Linked DNA regions of Sus scrofa: region 1 is linked to region 2. Evidence: chromatin contacts called from public Hi-C data. All regions are on one chromosome and are shown on one strand. Each heading gives the region's core, a stretch centred on a gene start, on an enhancer-like site or on the middle of the called end of the contact. The rest is flanking DNA. Distances are from core to core; before and after follow the strand shown. Region 1 holds the start of FAF2 (FAS-associated factor 2). Region 2 holds the start of UIMC1 (ubiquitin interaction motif containing 1).

Evidence for each region. Hi-C and Micro-C count contacts between places; a contact is called where the count stands out from the background.
Region 1: a contact with region 2 is called in a Hi-C map of omental adipose tissue, with 2.1 times the contacts expected there. The contact joins the promoter of FAF2 here to the promoter of UIMC1 in region 2. A contact is called at or near these places in 2 of 47 Hi-C or Micro-C datasets (embryonic fibroblasts and omental adipose tissue).

The regions. Positions count from the first base shown.
Region 1 is chr2:81,452,317-81,459,100 of Sscrofa11.1, reverse strand. FAF2 (FAS-associated factor 2) reads left to right here and starts at 4,829. Exons shown (of 11, transcript XM_003123660.4): 1 at 4,829-4,955. The coding sequence starts at 4,893.
Region 2 is chr2:80,893,563-80,899,656 of Sscrofa11.1, reverse strand. It overlaps UIMC1 (ubiquitin interaction motif containing 1), which reads right to left and starts at 4,026. Exons shown (of 15, transcript NM_001097447.2): 1 at 3,852-4,026. It overlaps ZNF346 (zinc finger protein 346), which reads left to right and starts at 4,080. Exons shown (of 7, transcript NM_001244480.1): 1 at 4,080-4,295. The coding sequence starts at 4,121.

The sequences.
Region 1 (6,784 bases), core at 3,580-6,079, 560 kb before region 2:
TATTACTTCTTACAGTTTTGTACGTGTTTGGGATCTTTAGGATTTAATACTTGTAAAGTCATGTCACCACATGCAAATTGTTATTTGGCCATAGAATCATGGGCAATTCCTGTGCATCTTTCTGAAATACTGGCTCTGCCTAGATCTCTTCTAGGAAGTTCCTGGGCCAGGAATTGAACTCATGCTACTGAGATCCATGAGGGTCCAAGCTCTGAGATCCTTAATCTGCTGCATCACATAGGAACTTCCTAGAGAACTTTTTTTTTTTAAGTAATCTTTATTTATTTATTTATTTTTGCCTTTTTTTTTTTTTTTTTTTTTTTAGGGCCGCACCCTGGCATATGGAGGTTCCCAGGCTAGGGGTCAAATCGGAGCTACAGCTGCCAGCCTACACCACAGCCACAGCAATGCCAGATCCAAGCTGTGTCTGCGACCACAGCTCATGGCAACACCAGATCCTTACCCTGCTGAGCGAGGCCAGGGATTGAACCCGACACCTCATGGTTCCTAGTCAGATTCATTTCCACTGCACCACGACAGGAAATCCCAATCTGGCACCTGGCTCAGTGGAACCCACACTATATGCCCCGGGAAACATGCTCCCCTCCCCCTGCCCCAAACCAGACAGAGTCTAAGATTGTGAGGACAATTTCAATGTATCTGGGTTATTTTAACCATCTGCAAATAGGTCTCCTGCTTTTCCTCCCTTTCCCATCCTGCCAACTGAGGTGTTGTTTGGACTCGTTCACAGTTCACAAATCATGCAATTTTTTTTATGAATGTGGGACTTTAAAAGAGCAACCAGGTATCTCTGCTTTTAAAAAAAATCTCTGCTTAGAGGTTGCTTTTATCAGCATCCTTCCCCCCTCATGCAAAACTGAGGTGATCCTTCTTGTAGCCTCTGCTTTGAGATATTCTAATTAAACACTTTCCCTCTATAACCCACTAGCAGTAGTAGTTTATTTCCTGAGTTAGTTCCCACGCCTTTACTCCCATAAGTTCACCCACATTCATGAGGTCCTTGCTCTAAGGATCTAGCCTAGGCCCCATATTTATAGACCTATGAATCTGTGCTCAGTGTAGTTTTCTGTACTGGGGACTCAGTACCACCTTGGCCCGGTCACCCTCATGGAATTCAGAGATGGGAGATGAACAATAAACATGTAAACAAGACAGTAACAGTTAGTGACCAGTGGTTAGAAGCAAGCATCTGTTTTTAGGCTTTCTCTGAGATGCTGTACACATGTACTGAGAGCCGAAAGTCAAAGGGGGCCAGTCATGTGAAGACTCAAGGAAAGAGTTCCATGGCAGAGGGTGCTACAAAGTCCCTGAGGTGTGAATGAGAATAATGAGGTGGAGGTTTGAGAGTAATGAGCTTGCAGTAATGAGGTCAGAGAAGCAGAGAGCCCTTGTAGGCTTTGTCAGCCACAGGAAAGAGCTTGGATTCTATTTTGAAGCCAATGGGAAACCAATAGAAGGTTTTGAGCTGGGAGGTGATAGGATATGATTCACTTTTTTTTTCTTCTTAGGGCTGCACCTGGGGCACATGGAAGTTCCCAGGCTAGGGGGCCAACTGGAGCTGCAGCTGCCGGCCTATGCCACAGCCACAGCAGTGGAGGATCCAAACCAAGTCTGCGACCTACACCACAGCTCACAGAAATGCCAGATCCTTAACTCACTGAGTGAAGCCAGGGATCAAACCCACTTCCTCATGGATATTAGTAAGGTTCTTAACCCTCTGAGCCACAGAGGGAACTCCCTCATTTAATTTTCCATTAAATTGTGTGTTCTTAGAGGACAGTGGCTGTGTCTCGTTTACCTTTACAGCATCTGGTCCAGAGCCTGGCTCAGAATAAGCACTCCTTAAATATTTGCTGAGTGAACTCCTAAGATCTATAGATGAATATAATTGATAAACCTATTAAAAAGCTCTTTGAAATGCTCTGGATCTGCACTGTCCAATACATGACCACTAAGCCTGTGTGGCAACTGAATACTTGAAATGTGGCCAGTGCAAATAGAGATAAGAAAGTGTAAACTACATCAAAGGACTTTTTTTTTTTTTTTTTTTTGGCCACTCTGCAACATGTGGAGTTCCTGGGCCAGGGAACAGATCTGAGCTGCAGTTGTAACTTACACTGTTAGCTGCAGCAATGCCAGATCCTGTAATTCATTGTACCAGGATGAGAATAGAACCTGTGTCCCGGCGCTGCAGAGACACCATTGATCTCACTGTGCTACAGCGGGAACTCCTACGGCCATCATATTTTGATTGGATAGCACTACTCTAAAATGGAAAATAAATGTCAGAAAAAAATTATTCGTGGGAGTTTGTGTTGTGGCTCAGCAGGTTACCAACCCAACTAGTATAAATGAGGATGCAGATTGATCCCTGGCCTTGCTCAGTGGGTTAAGGATCTGGTGCTGCCATGAGCTGTGGTGTAGGTTGCAGACGCGGCTCAAATCTCAGGTTGCTGTGGCTGTGGCATAGGCCGGCAGCTGTAGCTCCTATTTGACCCCAGCCTGGGAACTTCCATATGCCATGGTGTGGCCCTAAAAAGATTTTTTTAAAAAAAGAAAAGAAAAAAATTATTCTTAAAGAAAAGGACAAACCAATATTTGATGACATTTTCCATATGTTCTTCTTGAACTTATCAAAAAAGCTTAGGTTTCTTCCCAGTCCAGCTTCTCTCATGACAAAAGGAAGCCATGAGGATTCTGCATAGGTCAGAAGGGCAGACAGGCAGCTCATGGGCCGAAATGTGGCTTGCAGTTATGGTTGACATAGTAATTTTCTTAAGAACTGAATTTGTTATTACTGTTTCAAAATGGGGAGAATCCATATGCAGATCCAAATTTGTTAGATGCTGTTAAAAAATGGGAAGTTGTGGCAACACTGGTCTTACATGGAGGCCAACAGCTATACCTAAAAAGCAGAAACCACTTTTGAACAGGGAACAGACTCTTCAGGGTGACATATATCAGTGCATTTCTACGGTAAAGCGTTTTTTAAGATATTTATTGTAACCATATCTTTATTCAAAAAAGAAAAGGGAAATGTAGACTCAGAAGGTGTATGAGTCTTTGAGGAAGTGAAGAACATTCAATGGTGTTTTATTAAATAGAACTACAAAGTTTGTCTGTTGAGAGAATACATCTTCAATCAGAATTATGCAACAAATCCAGAGGGCGTCTGACTTTGCAGTCCCTCATGTAGTTTGACAGGATCCAACATTCTTAGTGAGGCTGAACAGTACTCCTTTGAGCTTTGAGCTGACGTAAAAAAATCCCTAAAGTGCCTGCTACTTGTTTCCAATTTTACTTTAAGGGTCTAAGAAAAATTCCAGGACATTATTACGATGTTTGCGTAGACCTGGTAAGACGTGATTCAGGCCTGAAAGGAAGAACTAGCCAAATTTTAAGTCCTTCCATCCCTTAATGTACTCCTCATGGAACATCAAAGCACTTCTGGTTCTGTCTTACCTGATTCAACACTATGAAGTTGGTGGGGTCAGATTCCACAGATGCAGAGCACAACCCAGCCCAAGAGGCTGAGTGCCTGGCTAGGAGTTAGACAGGTAGTCAGTGGAAAAGTGGTCACCAGACCGTGACCCCTCTGCCCCCCAAGGCCTTTTGGATGGTGAACAGAGAAGGCAAATGGTAGGAGAAAAGAAATGGCAATGAAAATGGGAGCTCTAAAGAGGGCTGGCAGGTTAGAAGTGGCAAGGAAATTGCAGAAGGCAGCAGACATCGAGGGGTGGGGATAGGGCAGTGAAAAGGGTGAGCCACTGCTTCTAAAATGAAGGAGCTGAGGCAGCATATCTGGGGCTGTTGCTGAACCTCATTCCACCAACAGCAAAACGGAGACTGGAAAGGAGGTGGTTTGCCCAGGGACGTCCAACACTCTGCCAAGTGGACACCAGAACCTAGTCTCCTGATCCCATTCTGGGACTTTTTTTTTTTTTTTGCTTTTCAGGGTAGCACCAGCAGCATATCATAAGGAGGTTCTCAGGCTAGGGGTCCAATCGGAGTTACAGCTTCCTACACCACAGCCACAGCAACGCCAGATCCCAAAACGCAGCTCACGGCAACGCAGGACTTCACCCACTGAGCGAGGCCAGGGATCGAACCTGCAACCTCATGGTTCCTAGTCGGATTCATTTCCGCTGAGCCACGATGGGAACTCCAGCTCTTGGACTTTCCCTTCTGTCGGTCACAGGGAAGATGGGCCAGTGGGCAAAGGGACCCGAGAAGGCCTGAGGTACGCAGATGCAGAGGGCAGGAGGTGTGGACTCAAAGCTCTAAGGCTGGCAGCGCCACTAACCATCAAAGACCCGTGTGGCTGAGCCCAAAACAATTTTCACACCTCCCACAGCCTCCGGTTCGAAGGCTGCGTGGGAAATGCCTTCCACCCCCACCATTGTATTCGGGGACTTTTGGAACCTCCCTATAGTTTGTCAGGGGCTTCTGGAAACATGACGGCAGGAATCAAGTATCAAACAGCCGATATTTGCGAACTGCCACAATTTCCTAAGAAACATTGCGGGGCGTGGGGGCAACCGAAAGCTGCCGAGTGGCTTTCGGGACCTCTCGGCTCTCTGCAAGCTATTCCAGAGTCCAAGTCTCTGTTAGGTCTGTTCCTAAGAGCGATTTGTACAGTCTCTCGACAATTTCCGGAACCGTTCGAGATCATCCCGAGAATGGCGCCCTCTGGCGGCAGGAATTGCCAGCATTCTCCGCACCCCCCACCCCGTGGCGGGGCGGGGGTGTGTGCCGGCACGCGCAGACGCAGTTGCGTGCTGGAGGCCGTTCAGACCGGATGTGGTTGCTGCTGAGGTCACTTCCGGCGGGTGACGGTGCGGACGGGTCAGAAGCGTAGAGGCGGCGGCAAAATGGCGGCGCCTGAGGAGCGGGATCTAACCCAGGAGCAGACCGAGAAGCTGCTGCAGTTTCAGGTAGCAGCGAGTACTCGGTACAGCGAATGTCGCCGCGTGCTAGAGAGTGGGTCCCTAGAGGAGCCCAGAACCCTGTTCAGATTGGGCCCGAGATTCTTCTCAGACCAGCAGGCGGCCCCCTCCCCCCCAGACGCCAACTGCCCTGCTGCCCCCGGCCCCCGAGCCTCTTGTCGGTCCCCGGCCTTTCGGGAATGGTTGCAGCCACGCCCGCTTTCCTCATTCTCTTCTCAGAGGGTCAGCTTCCCAGGTTCCCCTTAGCTGAATCCGTCCTTAGCCAGCCTTTTCATCCCGGTTACCGGTCGGACCCTGTTGGCCCAACGACTCTGACGGTACTGAGATGCTTAATCCCCACTGCGGAGTTGGCCTCGCTTCGGGTCTCTGGAAAGCCTCCTACCAGCCTCACATGCCATTTCCACAAACATGTACTCAGGGCCTCTTGGGTGCCAGGTCCTGTGTTGGGAGATCTCCTTAGGGGTGGGGGCAGGCCTGCCCCCCGCCCTAAAGGTGTGGGAGGACACCTCCTAAGGAAATAATGCAGCATTATAAATGTCATCAGTGGCCTCCGAAGGGTTTGTTACCCCTGGCTTATTCCGGGACTCAGTGCTTGACTCTGCTTGAGGAGGGTGGTAAAAGGAATCTGCCTCCCTTTAGTGGATCTTTGGGTTAAGAACTTTTGGCACTGAGCACCTCATCTCTGAGCTGGAGAATCTCGTTGGAGGAGACCTAGGTAACCTTGGCTCTTTATCACCCCGATGGATACTAGTTTCCTTATTTCTAAAATATATATCTTAAAAATGTTTACCCCCTAAGGAAGTTGTGGAGATGCAGTGAGTTTATGGATGTCTGAAGGGCTTTGTACACTGTAACCTGCTCTCAAACAGTATTGCTAATGTTAATCATTATTTAGCTTGGGGTAGAATTAAAGTTAGTGGTACACTTATTTCCTAACACAAAATGTGCTAAATATATTTATTCATTCCACAGTATTTACCAAGACCCTTCCTTCCCAGGCAATAACAATAGGTGGTTAGAATCCCATTTATTTTAAGTACTTTGCTAAAACTTAGCATACATTATAGCACTTAGTCCTACAGTTCTGTGAGATTCACACTGTTAGAATCCCTGTTTTACAAGTGAGGATATGAGGCTTAAGAAGTCACATGCTTAGGTTACACAGCTATTAAGTGGTGGCCTCAGATTTAAAACCAAGTCCATCTTTCTAAGACCTTTCCTGAGCTCTTGAGTGCTCTACAACCTGTGTTAAGTATCATTGTACAACTGAGAGTGAAATGCAGATGCTGTAATATTGTCCTTTCTTTGTTTTTTTTGGCAAGTTCTCTCTTCTGTAATTTCCTTGATTAGATTTCACCGCAGTCAATTTCAAAGAGTTTTTTCTCTTAAATTGAGCAGTGGGTTGGAAATGTATAAATGGGCAACTACTATCATAGAAGTAGTTGGCCTTTGAAGTTTTGCTTAGAGAAATTGATGACACAGCAAGTTAGAATCGTAGTAAATAAAGAGCAGACAGCTAGCTTCCACTTCCTGGTAGACCACTAATTTCAGAGTTTTGTTGAACTTTGGCAGATCATTTTACCCTTTACAGCTCTTAAGGGACAAGCCCCTATATTGTTTGAATGTAATGAGGTGATATGAGTTATAAGTCATGAAGTACTTAGTTTGGACCTGGAAGAACATGAATATGTGGTAGCATTTCTGAGTAAAGTACATAGGAACCTCTATTTTTGTCTTTATTGGGTATTTTCTCTGAGAAAGAGAGGTGAGGGAGTTCCTGTTGTGGCTCAGTGGTTAACCAACGCAACTAGTGTCCA
Region 2 (6,094 bases), core at 2,777-5,276:
GTTCTCCACAATGGTTGTACCAATCTTCATTTTTACCAACAGTGTAGGTTTCCCCTTTCTTCACACCCTCTCCAGCATTTGTTATTTGTAGACTTATTAATGATAGCCTTTTTGACTGATGTGAGATGGTATCACATTGTAGTTTTGATTTGCATTTCATATAGAGGATTCTTAATCATCCTTCAAAGCTCAGAAGCAACAACTCCTCTTACAGAACTTCTCTGATTCTCCATTCTAAGCAACATTTGGTTGCTTCTTCCATTAGTCAGTTAATAATAACCGACGGCCAACTATGTCCCCTAAGTACCAAGTCTACAGGAAACAAGACAGACCCAGGCCTTAACAGAAACCATCATGATCCCCATAACTGTGGCTTCATTATCCCATCTCATCCACTCTAGCCTTGGTTGTTGTATTACACCTTTTATTTATTTGGTCACACCTGTGGCATGTGGAAGTTCCTGGCCCAGGGATCAAATCTATGGCATAGCAATGAAAACACTAAATCCTTAACAGCTAGGCCACCAGAGAACTCCAACTCTTTTTTTTGTTTGTTTTAATCTATATTTTATGATGCCTTGACATCTTGGAGCTTTGCAGACCAGGATGGAACTGCCCCTCTCAGGGTTAGCTAATTCCTAAAGGTAACAACAATTTGCCCTCAAGCATACCTTTCACAAACCAACAAATCCAAACCAGTATCCCCAACTACCTCCTTTATAGACTCTCATGTACCAAGCCAATATTCCCCCAAGGCCATATTCTAACACCCTTTACCCCAATGGCATTGAAATTGTGTGTCATCACTCAGTCACCTCTATAAATTAAGTCCTGGGCACAATCAAAACAGTTAACACATATTCTTTGATATTAAGTATATAGTAGATATTTTTTGGCTGTGCCTGCATCATGTGGAAGTTCCTAGGCCAGGGATCGAACCCATACCACCGCAGCAACCCAAGCCCCTGCAGAGACAACACCAGATCCCTTCCCACTGTGCCAAAAAAGAACCCCTCTAGTAGATACTTTCATCTCCAGAGTTTAATTTCCCAGAGCACAGGAATCATATTTTACTAGGCTCTGTAATGTGGGCTGGCATGCCCAAGAACACACAAAATCAATGTTTATTCAACTGAAATGTCTGGTGAACTGTGGCCCGTTCCTGTCCCTTGGCAAAGCCATTTCCCTCATATTATTCTTCTCCCATAGCAACAATACACAGTAGAACATGTTGAGCAGTGGTTCTCATTTTCCACAGGGAAGAAATTAAAGTCAGCCCCACAAATACTAGGCAGGTCTTTCAACAAGGAGTTCAGGCCTGGACAAATACTAGAAGCATTTTCACAAAGAGACAAAGCGGAAAACTGATGACATGGGCTGTTTACAGACACTCAGTGCTGTAACTCAGGACTCTGCCTCAGTGGCACAGGGGGACAAATCAAGACAACATTCATTGGAGAATAAATGGAAATTATTTTGAGCATCTAATTGGATTGGGAGTGGGAGGTGGGGGACTGTTATCCAATAATACATATAGCATCATAAGTACCCCTTTCTCAAGATTTGCTCCATTGTGTTAAATATATATACGTTCGAGTTACAGGATTTTAACAAAGATGCCCTTGGTACTTCTACCTGAATAACTCATGCTACACAAATATAGGTAACTAGAAATCTTTTTTAAGATAAGTAATATACAATAATGGGTTTTTAGGCTGGTCATGTGGTATTGGCAAAAAGACATGGATTTGCATTCTGAGGACTAGTTTGTTCAAGTATGGGCTCTGTGGCTAAGTAGCTGTATGGTCCTGACAAAACCTTCACCTCTCTCAGTCTTCCTTTATTGTCAAATAAGAAAGAATCTACATAAGAGAGAACCACCCCCAGGATTCGAGGATTAAATGTTACAATGTATGTTGTTGTTTTTTGTTTTTTTGTGGTGGCCCTGGAGCATATGGAGTTCCCAGGCCAGAGATCAGATCTGAGCTGCAGTGGTGGGATGGAACGCACATCCCAGAGCTCCCAAGATGCCTCTGATCCCACTGTCCAACAGTGGAAACTCCTATATGTTAAAGGTGCTTCATAACTATAAAGCTCTGCACAAACACCAGTCATCTATTGCACTGGAAGCTTTGGAGCCTGACATGAGGCCTGACACAGAGCTGGCGCTCACTATTTGCAGTCTCAATAAATAAATACCACTGATGAGTTGTGTGATCTCAGATAAGAAAAATCTCTTTCTCTCCTTCCTCATCTGACACCACGACTCCAATGTCCACCTTGTTCACTGGAATACAGGCATACTGTCCTTTTTCCTGTTCCTCCAACACAGCAAGCTCACTCCTACCGTTGCATCTATTTCCTCTCCTGGAACATTCCTCCCCAGTTCTTTGCATGGTGTCCCCTTCTTACCAATCAGGTCTTAGGTCAACTATTTCTTCAGAAGCTTTCTCTGACCACTTTGACTAATGTTCCTCCCATATCATTCACCCAATGTGTGTTCCTGTTTTATTTTCTCCTTAGCAGTTAGCACTATCTGTTGACTTATTACACTTTCCTTCACTAGAATAAAAAGCAAGATAGAGCTTCCGCATCTATCTTGTGCACCACTGTATTCCAATGCCCAAAACAACATCTAGCTCATAGTAAATTCTCAATAAGCATTTGAAATAACTTTATATCAAAAGTTTCACTATTGAAAAAATATATACTATGTACCTATGAAGATTCAGGCTCTATTTCAAGATGCTGGGGATTCAGCTGAGAGCAAAATAAACAAAAATCTCTGCTCTCCTGGGGCATGCCTTCTAGTGGGGAAACAATAAACAAGATTAAAACAATACCATATCTGATAACAGTCAGTGTTAAGGAGAAAAAAAAAAAGCAGGAAAGGAGGATATGAAGTGTATGTGGAGGGGCAAAATTTCAGCTAGGACAGCCAGAGAAGGAAATAAAGAGAAGAGCCACAAGGCTATATGGGGAAAAGGCCAGGATAACTGGGACAGGAATGAAGGGGCTGGAAGCTAACACAACAGGAGATGAGGTCAGGGAGGTTAAGAGAAGTCATACTGTATAGGCCTTACTGGCTAAACCAAGGACTTCGACTTTTACAAAGAGTAAGATAGGAAGGTTTTGGAGAATTTCAGCGCCGGGGTGCCACCATGTGGCTTGTTAAAAGAGGATCTCTGAGAGTTCCCCATGTAGCTCAGCGAAAAAGAACCTGATCAGGATCCATGAAGATGCGGATTTGATCCCTGGCCTCGCTCAGTGGGTTAAGGATCGAGTGTTGCTGTGAGCTGCGGCGTTGGTCGCACAAGCGGCTCAGATCCTGAGTTGCTGTGGCGTAGGTCAGCAGCTGCAGCTGCAGCTCTGATTCAACCCCTAACCCCGGAACTTCCATATGCAGCAGGTGTGGCCCTAAAAGACAAAAATAAATAAATAAATAAAATAAAAGAGGATCTCTGGCGCTGCTGTTTTGGGAGAATACCTGAGGGATAAACGAAAGGGCCGGTGAGGATGCTAAAATAATTGTCGCGCGAGAGAGTGCTCGGAAAGACTGAAGAAGGAGCAGACGCAGCGGTTGGAATAAATTTCAGCTTGTGACAGTTACGTTGGAGTACAGTTTAGCAGGAAGACTAGGCTGGGGGTTAGTACCTGGAACTCAAATGGTATGTAATATTAATAGTAATCGAATCATGGAAATGGACAACCAGCTCTACCACTTACTAGGAACGAACTCTTGAGTAAGCCATTTTTAAGTTCTGGGCCTCAGTTTCCCTACTAGTGAAACAAATATATTCCCACATAACAGGGCTTTCATGAGTATGAAACGAGAAGTGTCAAAAGCTGACCGTGAGCAATGTGAGAAACCTGAGCCAAGGACTGCACGAGCCTGTCCCGGAGGGAGGGGGCTGCCGTGGAAGCCGCGACCAACTCCACTCACAACCTCCGATGTCCGAGCAGCAGCGTTGAAAAGGTAGCCGCTCTCCCGCACTGTAACGTAGTCTGCGGTGCCCAAACCTCGCGAGATTTGTAGGCCGGGCAAAGTCACCCTCCCACCCACATCTCGCGAGACCCACGTTCCTGAGCGGCTATCGGCAGGTTAGAGCTTGCGGGGAAGATGGAGTATCCCGCGTTGGGCTCAGTGGAAGCAGCGGACAGCGGCGTGGCCCAGCTATACAACAGCTCGGAGGAGCGGGAGGGCCGGGAGCTGGATGCGCTGCGCTTCGACCGCGAGAGGGCGCGCCGCCTCTGGGAAGCAGTGTCCGGGGCCCAACCAGTGGGGAGGGAGGCAGGTGAGTCCGGGGGTCTCAGAGGCAGGAATCCCCTCGCCCGCCTGTTCATTTCCTCGGGAGTGGCGGAAGCGCGGGGCGAGAATGCGGATCAGCCCCCGGGTCTACGGTCACACCCCCTGGCGCCCGACCTGTCCCCTTGCGCGACGCGCCCCGGGACTCCCTTGACTCGTGCACCCCACCTGGGCCCGAGCGCCGTGGGTAGCTCCACTGAAAATCGAGACCGCGGCACCCCAAGAATCGCGTGCAAATGATCAAGGGCCTTTTCATGCTCGGGCGTGGGATTCTTTCCCCCGCCTTCTTCATGCACCAGAGCGCATATCTTCCTAAACTCCAGGACTGGAATCATCTGGGCGTGCCGTCATCACCGTCTCAGATCTGCAGAACCTTCCTCGCCTGGCCAGACTCTTAGCCCTTTCACTATACCAATCTCCAGGTTTCCCGGTCCTAGTGTCTCTTGCCTCCCTTCTCATGCCCTACACTTCCGAGGGCCCTAGAAGGCCTTACACCATTGTCCTTCCTGGACTTGGTGACCGAGCCCTGGCCTACCCCCTGCTTCTTGATATCTCTTGTCTCCACCAGCTGGGTCCCTTTTCAGAGATGTGGGCCAGGAGCCTGAGAACCTGACCAGGATATACTTTGACTCCAGCTTCTTTGTATCCCAGTGTTGTGGAGAACAGGATACACAAGGCTACCCAGGGGGCCACTTCTGGACTGAAGCTTCCCAGGTTGACTTGGCACTGAGTAAGATGGAGTAGAAAAAGGAGGATGGAAAAAGCTGCCCTGACCCTGCTATGTGACACCCTTCACAGTCAGCAGAGCTATCTGCTTAACTAACCCAGAAGTACACAAACTGGGCCTTTGTGCTAATCCTGTCAGGTAATCTGCAGGGAAATCAGATTTCTCTAAAGGCTTGTTTACTTGCTGAGCAGACTAATTTTGGAAAGTAAATATGTTGCTTGTGAACTGATTGCCCTGGGATAAATGGAATTTTTGTCTAGGAAGATGTTTAAATTTGGAGTGGTATGCAGACCTATACCCTGATGAATATTTCTTAGTCCAGTCTGACTCTTAAATTAGTATAGAGCACCTGTCTCCTTCATCCTCATACATTCAAATGTATTTAGCACAAAGTTGCCTCTCCTCCGCCCTCAACCTCAGCAATTTTCCTTTCATTCATTTGACATTCACTGACACCTGCTCTGTTCTCAAGACTGGCTGTCCTCAGAGCCACAGAGATGAGGAAAATACTGTCCTTGTCCTGAGGAGCTTGTAGTCTAGTCCAGGAAGCAGACACCAAAACAGTTGCAGTATAATGTAGTGGATGCACTAAAGAGGAATATCTAAGAGTTGAAGGTGCACAAAGAGGAAGTGACCTTTGTCCTCAAGGAACAGAGAAGGCATACCCTGAAGCAGAGAACACAGCATCTGTGTGCTGAAAAGTGAACTGTCTGTGTGTGCACACTGTCACTTTGAACATTTCTCTCCTTTCCTCACTTTGTCCAATAATTTATCTGAGGTCTAGGTAGATAACCTGTAATACCAAGTCCTACTCAACTTGGTTTTTTGTTTTTTCTCTTAGCACTTTCATTGAGTTATAATTTACCTACCATAAAATTCACCCATTATAACTGTACAATTCAGGAGTTCCCGTCGTGGCGCAGTGGTTAACGAATCCGATTAGGAACCATGAGGTTGCGGGTTCGGTTCCTGCCCTTGTCAGTGGGTTAACGATCCGGCGTTGCCGTGAGCTGTGGTGTAGGTTGCAGACGCGGCTCGGATCCCGCGTTGCTGTGGCTCTG